Regions from separate parts of the Sus scrofa genome. Here region 1 is linked to region 2. Evidence: chromatin contacts called from public promoter capture Hi-C data. All regions are on one chromosome and are shown on one strand. Each heading gives the region's core, a stretch centred on a gene start, on an enhancer-like site or on the middle of the called end of the contact. The rest is flanking DNA. Distances are from core to core; before and after follow the strand shown. Region 1 holds the start of METAP1 (methionine aminopeptidase 1). Region 2 holds the start of LAMTOR3 (ragulator complex protein LAMTOR3).

The links. Promoter capture Hi-C pulls out the DNA fragments that hold promoters and counts their contacts.
Region 1: a contact with region 2 is called in a promoter capture Hi-C map of liver, with 5 times the contacts expected there. The contact joins the promoter of METAP1 here to the promoter of LAMTOR3 in region 2. A contact is called at or near these places in 1 of 5 promoter capture datasets (liver) and 1 of 2 datasets of contacts at active chromatin or transcription factors (alveolar macrophages).

The regions. Positions count from the first base shown.
Region 1 is chr8:121,351,207-121,353,906 of Sscrofa11.1, forward strand. It overlaps METAP1 (methionine aminopeptidase 1), which reads right to left and starts at 1,406. Exons shown (of 11, transcript XM_003129313.5): 1 at 1,098-1,406. The coding sequence starts at 1,211.
Region 2 is chr8:120,624,646-120,627,345 of Sscrofa11.1, forward strand. LAMTOR3 (ragulator complex protein LAMTOR3) reads left to right here and starts at 1,252. Exons shown (of 5, transcript XM_021101727.1): 1 at 1,252-1,408; 2 at 1,725-2,700.

The sequences.
Region 1 (2,700 bases), core at 156-2,655, 730 kb after region 2:
GGGATTGGAGCTCAGAAAGATTAAGTAACTTGATTAGTTCAAGATCTTACAGTCACCGGCAAGGGCAGGGCCTTGACCAGACTTTCGGACTCTTTGTTCACGCTCTCCTCCCCCAAGAACACTACCAATTTAGTACTTGAATATTCATGTGTCTCTCTTCAAGAAACCTGGTCTGTAACTAAAAGCCAAACTACGCTGCCGGGCCAATACTCTAAGCGTCAAAATGTGCCCGCAATACTAGCACTCCTCAGTAAACATAAACACGAGCACACGTTTCAGTCCGGACCCCTTTCAATGCTGGCTTTGCTCCACTGCACAAAACTTACTAAAATACACTACGGCCTTAAAGCATAACCCTTAATGGAACTGTCTTTTTCACTCAGAGGGAAACTGGGTAAAACAGAAGGACTCACCCTGTTAGTTTACGGTCTTGTAAATTAATAATTTTGGATGCCAAAGGAAAAAAATGAATTACACAGACTCTCTCCATTCCTCAACCCCAAAGTTGCTTAAGTGTCAGTGCGCAGCAGTAAAACCTAGGAACAGAGGTGGGGCTGGAGCTAGGATTCCTCCTCTCTGCGACTCCATGGTCCCAAGCAACTCACTCCTCAAAGCCCAGCTGGTGTCTTCTGACCCCCAATCCCGTCGGGACCGGGGTACTACCCGCCCCGCAGCCCCCCGCGACCAAGATCAGAGCCCTGCCAGGAGCTGGGGCTGTGGTGGCTCACACGGCTGGGGCTGCCCCCTTCCCGCGGCGTCCCCATCTGTCTTGCGGAGCCCGCACACCTGGCCCCGAAACACAGCGCCCTAAGACTGCCGGGTACCCAGGGCAAGTCAGCTTCCGCCCCCAGCCCACGTGGCCGCGGCCGACCGCGCCCCCGCCCCCCCGCGTGCGCCCTGCGCAGCCGGGGTCCGAAGGGCCGGGGATTCCTCAGGGGCGAGAAGGGGCAGCGGCACTGCAGACGAGGTGGGAAGGAAGCGCGGCCGGCGCGCCCGCCTGGGGAAGAGGAGGAGCGTGTCCCGACCGGCCGCGAGGACAGGCGGGGAGGGGAAGGGGTCGGTGGCGGCGGCGGCGCCTCGGGGGGGCGGGTGTCTACCTGCGAGCAGAAGTATGAGCCCTGGATGCCCAGCTTGATGCAGGTGGGACACTGGAGCTTGGCCTCACTGCTGCAACCATCCGTCTCGCACACACGCGTCTCCACGGCCGCCATGCTGCCTGGCTGCTGGAGGAGCGCCTCACGGAGGAAGAAGGGGAGGGGGAGGGAGAAACGGCTGGGCGGAGGGAGGGCAGAGGAGGGGAGGGAGGCCGAGCCGGGGGAGGAGCTCAGCCCGCCCCGCCTGGGCGCGGGAGGAGGAGAAGCGCCAGACCACGCTGCGCGCCCCGCTCCCGCCCAGCGCGCAGCTGGCGCCCCGCCCCGCGGCCTTCGCCCCGCCCACTGCCCGCGGCCCCCGCCTCCCGGAGGCCGGCGTGCACGTGGGGGCCGCCGGAGAGCTTCAGGGAGCCCAGCGTCCGCGTGTCCTTTCCCCGGCTAGCTCGCCCGCCTGGTGGTGTCGGAGAAGGCCCGGGGCGGCCGACTAGGAGAGGCCTTCACGCCTCGCGTTCTCTGTGCCTAGAGAGAGCTCCCCAGTCCCTTACTGACTGGATCCCAGGGTCTTGAACGTCTCCCACACTCTCAGACGGTTGAAAAGGGCACTTGGCTCCTCTGTTTTGGTCCACCCGGCAGCTCCTTGGAAAAGGAAAGTAATTCTCTTTTTAAAGTTCTTTTTCTCGCTCATAGTGTCTGTTCTAAGGCCCAAGAACAACTGCTCATTCACAAAAAAGGAAGCCAGGGAACTGTCAATGAAGAGGTGGGTTGGGATTTGCGTCCGCGCTCCCTCCTGCGGTATTTCTTTTCACACCACCCCCCTCCATTCACAGTGTACGGTGCTGGAGATGGTAACACAACCTCTGGATATTCAATACAAACCATATTTTTTCGTGTTATCTCATTCCATTGTTTACTAAGTATCTAGGAAACAATTGCAGTGATCATGAAATGTCAGAGTTGAAAGGAGCTTCAGAGGTCCTCTATGCAAACCTGTTGCTTAAATCTCTTAAACTACATCACACATCTTCCATTTTCTGACTGGTGCTTGAATACCTCCTGTCACTAGGAAAGAGAGAGGAACTAATATTTATTGATAATCAACTAAGTGCTGTGAGGAGTTACCATTGTGGCTCAGTGGAAACAATGCAAATAGTGTCCATGAGGATGCGGGTTCGAGCCTTGGCCCCACTGCATGGATTGGGGATCCAGTAATAACTGTGGAATGTGGTGTAGGTCGCAGATGAGGGTCAGATCCTGCGTTGCCATGGGCTGTGGCTCTGATTTGACCCCTGGCCTGGGAACTTCAATGTGCCATGTGGGTGTGATCCTTAAAAAAAAAAACTAAGTGCTGTGAACTTTGTGTTATCTTAGTGCATACTTTTTTAAACATTTTCATATTTGATAGACGAGAAAAGCTCATATTTTTAATGTCTTTGTTATATAGGCAAAACAAATAATATAATAAAATCAAATAATAATTTTTTTTGTCTTTTTAGTGCTGCTCCTGAGGCATACGGAGGTTCCCAGGCTAGGGGTGGAATGGGAGCTGTAGATGCCAGCCTGTGCCACAGCCACAGCAATGCCAGATCCCAGCCACCTCTGCAATCTACGC
Region 2 (2,700 bases), core at 2-2,501:
AAGGTAAAGTTGGCCTTTAAGTGACTGTTGATACAGTTTTGCTGAATAGAATAATGATTTAAATGAAGGCTTGAAAAAATAATGGGTGTAAAAATCATTGTTAAGAAAAGAACATGAGGAAGGAGAGAGCAAACATGATACCTGACTGATAGAATCATGGAACACAGACATAGATCAGGAAACAGATTTACTGGAGTTTTTAGGAGCTTTTGAGTTAGAAGTGATAGACTTTATGTAGAAATATCCAGCATCCAACAAGCAGCTAAAAATGTGAACTTACAACTCAGATGAAAGGTGCAGATTTAGGGTTCATATTCTCAGAACACTGGAAAGAGAAAAACAGCAGAGGAACTGAAGACAAGTTTTAAGTGTCTTCCTTTAAGAGGAGACTAAAGTGGGTGAGGAGCTAAAATAAGTGCAGTGTCCTGAGAAATGAAGGAAAATAAAGTGATCTTTAATGACATGTTGCTATGGAACTGTCAAGTTTATTTGAAATGACTGGCGGTCAGTTGTAACATCTGGGAGCTTTTTAGTTTGCCACTTCATCCTCCTAGGGATAACTAGGAAATAAGTATCCAACTTATGTGCTGAGCAATAGTTAATTCCTTTTGCACTTTTAGGGGCTGGAGTTGAAATACAGTCAAAGGCAAGTTCCCACAGACCTCATTTTTCTACCACCCACTGTAGATTTTTGTTAAATGTGCAAACAAGCAAGGCACTAAACAAACAAAAACAATATAGGCAGTCCTTAAAGGCACAGCCTTCTAAGTTGCTAGTGAAAAAGGCTGTTCAATGTCTGCATATGTCGAGGCTTGAGGTACAAAAATAACAGATCTCCAGAAAAATCATGGATCGTTGATTCAATCTAGACAAGGCTTGGAGTCACAGCACGTGGGCAGCACCAGCGGAAAAGCCAAAAGAGACTAAGAAACTGGGATCAGAAGCCTGTGGACCTGGGACTTCTCATCACGGGCAATCTATTGCTGACGGTATGTTAAGACCACCCCTTCAAATTTCTTCATCTACAAGAAGAGGCTTTAGGATAATGGACCCTAAAGAAAAAAAACAAAAACCACCTAATTAAAAGTATGCACCCCTGCCCAACAAAAACGTCCCACGGGGTCCTGACAGCTCGGACAGGTCATAGACGTCGCGATCCACCTGCAGCGCAGGCGCAGGCGCAGGAAGTAGCCGCCGTGGGTGGGGCGGGGCGCAAAGGCGCGACTGCGCGCTCCCTCGCCGAAGCACCTCCCCGGAAGTCTCGCGAATCCCTGCGTCGGCGACGTGGGAAGTGCTTCCTGGAACCTCAGAGGAGGTCGTAAATCATGTGACCGCGGCTCTTAGAAGAACCTGTCTCAGGCAGTCCCTGAAGTGACAGCTCAGAGTATCGAGCAGCCCAGAAACCCAGGTAACTGGAGCCACTTTGCCCGGAGTCAGCTTTGGGCCCGCAGGTGGTGCGTGCAGTGAGGTGAAAGAGAGGACGCCCTTTCTGTATCCCCTTTGGGCCCGGATCTTTGGGGTAGAGGATGGAGTGGGCTGAGGTCAGGCATTTCGGTTATCCGTCTGGGCATCTGGGAACTTCGACTCCCTTGGGCCTGGGAGGCCGAGCCCTAGAGCCGCGGAGCCTTTTCCGACCCTGAGAAGAACTGACTGCGCTTATTAGGGTCGGGGTGGGAAGGGCGAGGAAGTCTTGTGGGGAGAGTCACCAGGAGTTTCTCTTCCAGGCTTGGCGATTGATCCTCCGGGAGAAAGGGGTTCATCATGGCGGATGTGAGTTAATACCCCCACACAAGAGGAAGTAAAGAGTAGGGAAACGGATGAGGCTACTGGGCACGTCCCACGTTCAAATTTATTTCTTTTTAGCGCTCCCCTCCAATTTTCTCCAGGATCTGGAGTGTGAGAATAATATGAATAACTTGCGGAGTCCTGAGTTTCTGCTTGGAATGAGGGTGAAAGACGCTAAGGTGCCTGAGACTGAGAAAGTTTTATTTTTTCCCCAACCCAAGTTCTGGGAGCCTAAGACAGACTCTGCATGTTTACCGTTTCCATTTCTAAACGGTGGTTTGCTATGAGTCTTTTGTCAGTAAGTGGTTGTGTCTCTCTGGGTTCATTGTAGCAATCTGAGCTTTATAACTAATACCTCTTTAGCACAACCATATAGCCAGAATAATAAATTTAGGGAACTTCATTGTACTAGTTAGTAGAAACAGCTGGGAATTAATACTACTAATGTTTGTGTTTGTTTACATTTTACGTACTGTGTTTTTTGTTTGTTTGTTTTTCTTATATACATGCTAAATATTCTTTGGAACATTGAACTCATTTAATTCTTAAAACAGTTTTTATGAGGTAGCCACTGTTATTGTTATCCCTGTGTTATCAATGAGGATGCTGAGGCACAGAAAGAGCAGGTAACTTCCCTCAAGTTACACAGTTGATAAGTTGTGGAGTCAAGATACCAGCACAGGCAGACTAACTCCAGAGTCCTTACTCATAACCAGTAGGCTAAATGGTTATTCGACATTAATATGAATCTGCTGTTTCTTTTTGGGTTGCAAGATTATGTGTTTGAACATTTAGCAACTTTGTGTGCCTTTATCACTCCGTTTTTGGTTGTCTTCCATTACATTCTTTAGGCCTTATTCTCTAGGCATAATCAAATCACTAAAAGTCTTTTGAGAAAAGACTTGAACAGATGGC